2 separate regions of the Bombyx mori genome follow, and region 1 is linked to region 2. The links are chromatin contacts, called in public Hi-C maps. All regions are on one chromosome and are shown on one strand. Each heading gives the region's core, a stretch centred on a gene start, on an enhancer-like site or on the middle of the called end of the contact. The rest is flanking DNA. Distances are from core to core; before and after follow the strand shown.

What was found. Hi-C and Micro-C count contacts between places; a contact is called where the count stands out from the background.
Region 1: a Hi-C map of midgut shows a contact between it and region 2, with 2.1 times the contacts expected there. The contact joins two enhancer-like sites. A contact is called at or near these places in 2 of 7 Hi-C or Micro-C datasets (midgut and whole pupa).

What each region holds. Positions count from the first base shown.
Region 1 is chr15:658,230-663,264 of ASM3026992v2, forward strand. The region is part of intron 7 of E74 (transcription factor E74); the gene reads right to left. Among protein-coding and RNA genes, the nearest start is that of LOC134200138, 12 kb to the left of the region's middle. Within about 2 kb of position 2,277, at least 8 of the 8 cell types and tissues checked have open chromatin away from gene starts, as enhancers often do.
Region 2 is chr15:578,816-584,044 of ASM3026992v2, forward strand. The region is part of intron 9 of E74 (transcription factor E74); the gene reads right to left. Among protein-coding and RNA genes, the nearest start is that of LOC101739317, 18 kb to the left of the region's middle. Within about 2 kb of position 2,781, at least 8 of the 8 cell types and tissues checked have open chromatin away from gene starts, as enhancers often do.

The DNA of each region.
Region 1 (5,035 bases), core at 1,027-3,526, 79 kb after region 2:
CGTGCTCCAGGACCCAGGCTGTGTGGGTTACGGAGTGTGATCATTCGCCATCCAGTTGCGCATGTAAAACAGCTTACCCGTCCTATCGGATCCTCCTGATCCACTCTCAGTGTTTCTAAGTATTCCAAGCACCGGTCACTATTCTCGTCGGACCCGTCAAATGCGTCGAAGAGTTCGACGTGCAAGTTAGCCCATAGACACAACCCACTGACGTTATATTAGATCTTCTCAGTGGCTCGCGATTCCGATATAGTGGTAGAATCAGTGAAGCACCGCTTGATTAGGGATAGTGTATGTGAGTACTCTGAGGTTGAGCCTAGTAAGCTCAGCTACCAGTCCGCGTGTATTTGAAAGAGCCCCTTTGGCTACTAACGATTGGGTACGAAACAATATTTTTTTGGTTATCCATTGACCGTCCCAGAATTGACATACGAACTTATATAACGGCCGTCTGGTGTAGTGGTAAGTGATATGGTCACTATACAAGGGGGTCGCGGGAAGATATTTGTATGATAAATATTAAAAAAGAAATGTCACACAAGTTCTTTACGAACTCAGCACGGGACCAGTTAACGTGGCGTGATTGTTAGTATTTTTTTTTTTTTATTACAATTAGGGACCAGGTTTGGGGCAAGATCTTGAGCTGGTGCGGAGATAGGTTCGCGCTTTCTGTTACGCCCCAATGCTTGCCTCTACAAGATGGTGCGTTTGCCGAAGTTCAGCATTGCCAGTGCGATTTGCAGCGACAAGTCAGTCCGTTTTGTGGAACAAGTGCAACCTGCACTGATGGCACTTTGCGATCGACATATTTCCCATACAGTGCAGTTCCTTCTCGACTTAATCAAGCTCGGTCTCCACCTGTGCACCACATGGCGGGTAAGGCTCATTAACGCTTCATTTAGTCCCAGAGGAACAAGCGAATAGCTTCGATGGACGGAACTTCAATGACACTGACGAAGACACAAAGGAATAAAATACATATGATCCAGTAAACTTGAAGGCTCACACCCCACCCTTTGGATACATTTGTACGATTGCCCAATCGCCCTTGAACTTTTAACTCTCGTCCGATTGAAACACCCACGCGTGACTTAAATAGCCACTTAATGTATCAAACATGTATGGAATATGCTACAATTTTTTTATTGCTTAGAAGGGTAAATGTGACGGGCGGCCCGTCTGGTGTTAAGTTTTTTTTTATAGCTTAGGTGGGTGTATGAGCTCACGGCCCACCTGATGTTAAGTGGTTACCAGAGCCCATAGATATCTACAACGTAAATGCCGCCACCCACCTTGAGTAGGACCTCTCAGAGTACGCGCGGGTGGGTATCACCACCCTGCCTATTTCTGCCGTGAAGCAGTAATGTGTTTCGGTTTGAAGGGTGGGGCAGCCGTTGTATCTATACTCGAGACCTTAGAACTTATATCCCAAGGTGGGTGGCGCATTTACATTGTGGATGTCTATGGGCTCCAGTAACCACTTAACATCAGGTGGGCTGTGAGCTCGTCCACCCATCTAAGCAATAAAAAAAATCATAGATGTCTTTCAAAAAATTCCTCGCAAAGGAGTAGTTAAATGTGCAACCATAGTTACTTCTATGTACTTGATACATGGACATGATATGCGACGCGTGAACGCAAACACAAACAAACAAACAAATATTTACTTTAGATATTAAAAGTTATAAAAAGGCATACATTATTCAAGCTTATCAACGGCATAGACAGTGACAGCTTTAATGCCATGGCAAAGTGAAGTCTTTAACAAACATATTCATCAAGAGAATTTAATTGAAACTAATAAAATAAATATACACCACCGTGTTTTCATATGTCGGTACAGAACTATGTACTATGTACACACGCTCTCATTACATACGCTATGTACATATTTGTACATTTACATAAATTATTATTCCCAAGTCTAATTCATCCTAACCGACCAAGGACATGTTAGGAGATCTAGAAGGACCTAAACCTTATTCAAGCTAATTGAGAACTTACGTCCGCGACATAGAGAACACTGTCGCTTAAAACGAAGACAACAGTTACGTCATTTTCATATCGAAATTCACGGTTGAAAGCGAAATTTATACCTGAGCCGCTTTTAATAGATTTTGGACTTTAGGTCTCAGGATCAAAGGTGATATTTGGTTGTAATTCACAAGAAAGGGATGCAGATATGAGTTAGAACGAGAAGCCTATATCCGTGGTGGTCCGTGACCTATCCTACTGACGAATGTCGAGCCCCGGAACGTATCCGAACAAAACGTCTAGACGAATGTCAGCGTGTGCGTCGCGACATCTGTGTGCGTAGAGTCTCTCACCGACGGAGCGGTGTCAATGTGTGCATCAACTAATTTCTTATAGGAAAAGTTTTTTTACTATTCCCGGAGATGTTTGTTTTGTATATAACTTTGTTTCTTTTTTTTTACTATTTGTATACGGCTGATCCAATATACGTAAACTTTGTTTGTTCTTATAGTGTAATCTTAATTAAGGGTCACCTAATGTGCTCGCGAGTATTACGACATTGCAACGTAAATAGTTTTGATACTTGGGCCGCGTTTCACGGGCATGGAACTGTATTAAACGTTTGTGGCTGAACGAGCTCACGGTCGGCGGTGTACAGTGGAGTCCGTGGACATCACTTCGTGAATGACGTCACCTGCCTCAAGAAATGAGATCAAAGTATTTTTATTTATTTATTTTTAAGTTATACTTCTTTAGGCGCGTTATGAAAAATTGATGAGAGTGAAATTTTACGATGCGCGCGTACCGTGACACAAAATTAACAGAATGAAGTTGCCCAATAAATCGCTCATTACAATACGACCGACGTAACTGGGCGAGTCTGAATATAGCCGCAGGTGAACTTTCCGAACCGTACCGAGAATTACCGAATTTATACGATGTCAAGAAAAGGGATGTCCAATATGCGTGTTTGAGGATGTTGTTTAATCGATTTTTTTTCAAATTGATTAATATATATTTAAATAAATAAATAAAAGAAACAAATTTAATAAAAATAAAGTATAACTTCTTACGCGCGTATATAAGTACGCGCACCCTTTTTTTTATTGCTTAGATGGGTGGACGAGCTCACAGCCCACCCGGTGTTAAGTGGTTACTGGAGCCCATAGACATCTACAAAGTGAATGCGCCACCCACCTTGAGATATAAGTTCTAAGGTCTCAGTATAGTTACAACGGCTGCCCTACCCTTCAAACCGAAACGCATTACTGCTTCACAGCAGAAAGCAGAAGGCAGTCTCAACGGTATTGCTTCGCGGCTGGAACAGACAGGTCTGTGGGACCTACCCCGCGGGTTAAGGCTTATTGTGGCCCTACCGTCGGTCGATTATCGTTCGGAATACGTTGGTATAGTACTCAAAAGCGTTGTTGCCCATTCACCGATAAATCCTTACCTCGAGGGGTTATTTCTAGATTCGCCAAACTAGTAGGTAAGCTCACGGGGCTCTAACCTGACGTCGTTGCTAACACTAAGCCTAGCAAGAGCAGTGTTTCGCAGAATCTACCAGCGGATCGAAAACGCGACCCACTGAGAAGATCCGGCGAGAAACTCAGTGAGCCGTGTCTGTAGGGTCCGCAGATTTAAGGCCACACTGCCATGGTGCCACCGTCACACATCACACATGTGGTCTATCGTTGAAAAAAATTCTTTATTTATTTATTTTGTAGATTGACGATCTATTTAGACATAAATGCTGATAGCGGGTCTCATTGTATTCGGTGGGTGTTCCCACAGTTTTAGAAGTAAACGCAAAACTCATTTATTATTATTAGATTTTAATCTAATTACGTACGTATCTTCCCTATGAGTTCATTGCGACTGCAAAACACACATCTATACTTATTGAGAAAATTCATAATAAATAAATAACTGGGAACAAATCACACACGGTTATTCGGCCTGAAAATAGGATTCCCTGTGTTATGAGTACAAGAGACTCTGGTATATATATATATATATATATAATACACACCCAAAAAAAAAAGAATAGTATGTACCTAAATATGAATTAAGGTTGTTAATAAAGGCTTCTTTATCTTTATCTTTAATACATACCTATTCATCACCCGAATGTTTGCCCAATGTGGGGATCAAATCCACAACCCTAGACACAACGGTCAGGGGCTCTAACTATTGCACAATCGAATCAGAATGTATTGTTTTCATTTAATATTGTGCAGCGTATATTCAACATCGTATGACCTCTCGAGGACACTCTTCGCCTTCGGGAAGGCCATAGCGTGAGTTGACTTTGTTTAACATCACTTTACACGAGCGTTTTGTACATTATTGCGATCCTGTATCAGGATTTGGAGGACTTAGATAAGTTCATCGGTGCGTTAAAGGAAGGTAACAACAATTCGAAAAACTTATTCTTAAAATCGAGAGATATTTTTTTTATTGGCCGCTACGAAAACCCACGCTGCTACCAAAGAAAGACGCCTGATCGAAACTTCAATTTTATTGGAATCTCGACTATGAAACTCTGGTACTGACCAGAGAGAAATACACGCAAAATGATGGCGCCAACCATGTAGTTCATATGATTTAGTTTTATCAATTATAAACATATTTATACATGTCTATAATAGAGTCTGATAAATCATATTCCAGTTCTCCTGGATTGCCGTCAGGTTTGGTCACGTCAGAGCACCCAGGTTAATCGGTGCCGCCAAGATGCCTCGTACCGAAATTGTATCAAAAACCAAACTTTGCATCCACAACGAGCCGGTTAACGTAAAAACAGCACACTCTGAACACTGGAGAACACCAAAAGTGTCGCTTGTAATCCACAAGCGGTATCTATTCGTCTTACTAACACACACAACAATAAATAGCATCATCGAATAAAGAGCCGTAATATTACGCACACACACGCAACGATGGAGTACGGTTTATGCAAGCCCTTTGCCCTTGTAGTTCGTTGGCCCGGGACGTCCGTGGACTAAGTAAGGTCACAGGGGGGCGCGGGTCATGGGTATTTTCGGGAGCTGTAGACAGC
Region 2 (5,229 bases), core at 1,531-4,030:
CAACAGCCTGCCTATTTCCATCTTAATATAGTTGTGTCCCGGTTCGAAGAGAGGACAAACGTTGTATGATATATGTATACTTCTGGTTGAACACAAAAAAAAAAACATTGAAAATGGTGAATGTCCGAACCAAAATAATGAATATTCGAAAGATGTCGTGTACCTTATCAAGCAACGCATGTTATGTTAAATTATGACACATTATATTAAGTTACGTGTGTAAGGAATATATTCGTTGAATAATACTTAAGTATGTGTACAAGATATGAATAATACATATTTATATGAGCGTAGTTTACGTATTCATTCAATAAGTAAGGTATTAAAATTTTAGCGCACCGAGACGGCTTATTCTATTAGATGAAGCGTCACTCTCCTCAAATACCTACTCAACGTCCGAAGACTACCACAGATTACGAACTATAGAGTACAGATTACAGCCTACTAAGCTTTCGTAGCCTGCCCGAAATACGAAAAAGGCAAAAGGTTAAACAATGAAACGAATTAAAAAAATAATCAGCAAACGATTTGCAAATACGGAAACGATTACCGTTCGGCAAACGGTGTGGTAAGTTCATTGTGGGACGGCAACTGTGCAAACGTGCGAACACCGTAACCATGACGTGCGTGGTTCGACAAAGTTCAGATGTACCATCTCTCCTTATATTATATTTCCACATGTGAAATAAATGTATTTGATAACGAATGTTTGTGGAGTCAGAATGTATATATATATACTTACTGTTCGATTATAGTGTTTTTTAAAGAATTTACATATAAACGCCTCAGCTTCTTTAATTACTCATCAATTAACGATAAAGAGGCACTGGTAAAGCTATGCACGCAGCCACATATCCAGACAAAACCGAGCACATGTTTTAATATTTTATTAAAGTTTCGTGTTACGTAATAATGTTTTTTTTTAATTTTACGTACGTGACATAGACTACACAGTATGGTTACGTCGCCCGTCGGTCGTCAACTCATTATCTAAATGGGAAGTTCCTGCTTATCTAACTCACATTTTTGTCTCCTACGCGTTTCGTTCCAGTCTACCGCGTTAGTTTTCGGATAATAATGTTATATTCGTTTTCTTCTCTACGTTCAGTCTCTCCTTTGTTAGTTTAGAATTAATTACGGAAGCAGAAAACCATTATTGAAAATCTTTTGTAGCTTTCTTATCGGACTACATTGGAAGTCGAGAGAGAGAGAGAGAGCGATCAAACGCAATTGTCGATTAGAGATTTCTTCGTAAAAATTTACAAGTGATATTCTACTGTATACTATACTAATGCCTCTAGACTCTTTTCCCATTTGAAGTTGTTAGCATCTACGTACCGATACAATTAAGTACTGCATTGAACATATTCCGTAGAAATTATATTCAAGATTTGAATGGGGTAGATATCTATGTTAATGGAAGAAATATTGTGACAATGGTCATCATTCTAATTAATTTCATGAAAGTAGAATTTGTTAAATCAGAACTCATGTTATCACCACACTTTACATCGCCTGGGCGAGGATAAGTGGACAGCAGTGGAATAAAAAGTAGCTTACATTTATATGATACAAACCATTTCTATACATGATTTCGCCAAAGCCGGTTTAGTTATTAGGGTGTGTAAACGAAACAACCATATACTTTTTTATTAATATTACCTGCATTAGTATTAAAAACTTTTATATAATAAGATAGCTTTTTGGCAAGTTTGCCTCTTTCTGTGACAACTATAGGTACTTTAGAATCCGTTGCGCTGTTCCGGAGATATGTAAGAGCAAAAAAATGGACCGACTATAATCCTAAATATCACTGATTCATGTTCTTCAGTTAAATCTTTTCTACTTTTATCTTATTTTATTGCTCTTGTAGGCAGACGAGCAAACGGCCCACCTGATGGTGAGTGTTTACCGTCGCCCACGGACTTCAGCAATGCCAGGGACAGAGCCAAGCCGCTGCCTACTTTTCTTCAACGTTTGGTATGTTGAAGAAAAGTAGGCAGCGGCTTGGCTCACCGCATTCTACTGTTTTATTACTAGGTAGGTATATTGATATACGTACGTAATATGTATTTTGTTTTGACATTTGAAAACCTTGAATGAGAAGAATGAAGCGAGGAAAATCAATTTCAACTACTTATTTTAAAAAACATCAACAGTTCAAGTGATTGATAATGTATTAGATCGAAATTCAATTGGAAGTCTTATTTGCTTAAATTTTATTGTACCTACATACATTCAATAATATATTGCAGCAAAAGCAATTTTATTATTCTTACCATTATTGCTCAGTTTGAATTAATTAGAATATTAGAATCAAGCTAGGCGAGCAAGTAATCGGGGTACCTATTATAACAAAAATTTTGTATATTGCAACTTACTCCATTTTTTCCTAATTCTTGCGTAAAGTACGGAAGTAATGGTATTTAGAATTCAATGCCATTGCAATCGTTAGATAGTTTTGTGGTAACGCAATTATAGTTTTGTGGTATCGATACTATTTTCCTATAAATTTACTATTTCCAGTCGTTTTTTTTTTTGTATGTCAAAATTAAACTGAACTATTTGAGATATACATGCCAATTGTTTGGTTAGTAAACAGTAGGTACTAAACCTTTTTAGTGGCTGTTTAGAACCTAAATCAATGGACTCTATAATTCGATGTTGGTTCAATAAATTTGTACATGTTTTAAAACGTTTAAAAGAGTTGCACTCGGCCGCGTCGTCAGATAGCGTTATCGGTTATACTGCCGGATGCAGTTATCAGCTTGCTGTATGCGTTACGTTCGGAATGAGAGCGCCGTTTGTCTCGGCCGGGCTATACGCAATGGCTGCCGTTGTGTAAGGTCAGGTTCGGTTACATGTTTACGCGTTGCACAGATTAACATACACTTTTTTTTGTATGAGAGTTCATTTTTGATACGATTATTTTGTTGATTTGGATTACAGCCAAAGTTTTATTAACATTGTAAAATTATTATTGTTCTTGTTTAGATTTTTGTTCTTTCCCTTCCCTTTTCTGTTACTTATTTTATAAGAAGTTTGATTAGCATTATGAATAAAATAATTTAATCCAAAATAGTATTCTGGTTACGTTACTACGGGAATTTTCTTAAGAAAGTTTTATTACCTACAGTTTTTTTTTTTTATTCAAATAAGTTTCAAATTCAAAGCCAATCAAAGGGCGTATTATTGAATGATGATCAGATTACATTAAACATAACAACATTCAAAATAGTAAATTTTACATCAGTTAGGTAATAAATACTTGACAAGAATCAATGTTAAGATGGCCGGTTTGCGTCGCGCCTTATAAGCGTTCTTTTGACACTTCGACTTTAGCGTTGCGTCGTTCGAAAGTCACCGCTACGCGTTGTTTGTCGCGGTATCAATATCTGTTATTGGCGATACGACCTCAACCCGTGGATTGGGAACTGAAGGTGAACCCGCGCGGTTCTTGCACCCCGCTTACGTAAACTAATGCAACTGTAAAAACATTTGTATTATTAATTGTATTGTGTTTTGCGTTGTTTAATGTGTAATATAATTTATTTTGTAAGTTATTGTGAGTGAGTCTCGAGTTTATATTATCTGTTTCGGTAACAGTAGGTAATGGCGGCGGCTTGATGTCTGTTTGCAAATAATTACTCATTTTGATATTTAAATACGAGTTTGAATTAATGTAGATATAAATGTATATTATAAATCATCATTTAAGTACGTATAAACAGAAAATATTAGTTATGAGAAAATAAAAATTTTTGAAAAGAAATCAAATATTCCGATACGAAAAATCCGGGACGAAAACCGATTTTCTTGATAAAAGTATGGCGCCAAGCAAAGGGAACGCGCCTAATTTACAAAAGAAAAAAAAGACTTGAGCATGTGCAAACAAACGCTGCTTTATTTTTTAAATGCGATGCGTTTTTTTATACAACTATGTTTCAAGTTATCCATAACAGTTACATACACACAGATACTAGATTTGCCTCTTTCACTCAGTAAACTTACAGGATGAGCATTATGAAATATGAAAATGTTTAAAGTATAAATGAAAATTATACGTATGTAGAAGAATGAACAGAAATGTTATTATGTAGCTAACTTTGGATGTCGAGCTTTTCTTTGAATTATATTGGGATTGTGCGGACACAATATAATCACATTCTTTTTGGTAAGCTGCGGTGAACGACCTTAACTTCAACAAGCGACTAATGAAAAAGACCATACAAACTAATTAATATTACATGAAATGTGTTTTATGTATTTTCAGCGAAGTCAACGCACTGAAAACTGTTGTTAATCGAGGAAGTGGATTCAGAATTTTAATACTTACTTAATTACAATTGCCCTTATCGTTTTTAACCTAAATTACGTTCTAGTTTAAAAATTCCGTAACTTATTTATTATCAAACTCATTTACATCTACGAGAAAGTATTTTTATTACTCTTTACAATTTCAGTTCCAAGTAATTATCAATAATTTACATACATACTTTAAAATTAGGGTATCTTAAATAGATCTACTTGAAAAAAATAGTTTTCTAACTTCAAAATTTGTTGTGGAGAAGGCAAAAAGTTAGCGAGTTGTTCGGGAGAGGGCGGGAGGGACTAGAGGGAGAGGTGGCGAGGGGGGACGTGGCTGCAACTGTTTGCGCGCGGCGCAGCGTGGTCAATGACACGGCGACATTGCATCAACGCGCGAAGGTCACCTCGCCCCCTTCCCGCGCACTCCTCCCGCCCCAACCACTCCCCCCGCGCTCCCTCTAACGCGTCCCGCGAATTCCTACACTTCCTTGCAACCGGACGCCATTTTAGATCAATCATTTTGCATCAGTGTTCCGAAGGGGTATTTAGCATATTTAGATAATTAATTATACTTAAAGAAAATAATTATATGATGTTAGAATTTGGTCAATATAAAGTATTTCTAATTTTACATAAATTTATCAGCATATAGGTACCTACCTACAGTACCGATCATAAAATTTTAACTACAATAAATAAATTTATAATGATTAGTGATAGTTTAAGTGTATATTAAAGGTACCTAGGCGATTTAAATCTTTAGCATTCAAATCAGTGATTAACTTACTAATACGTGATGGAATAAAAATGTTTGAATTATTTTTGTGTGGTTTGCAAACGCTAAAGTCGTTTTCTGTTGGTACCACGTGTATATCGTATGTCGACAGTTTCCCGTGTCATTTACGATGACCTCTCATCAGC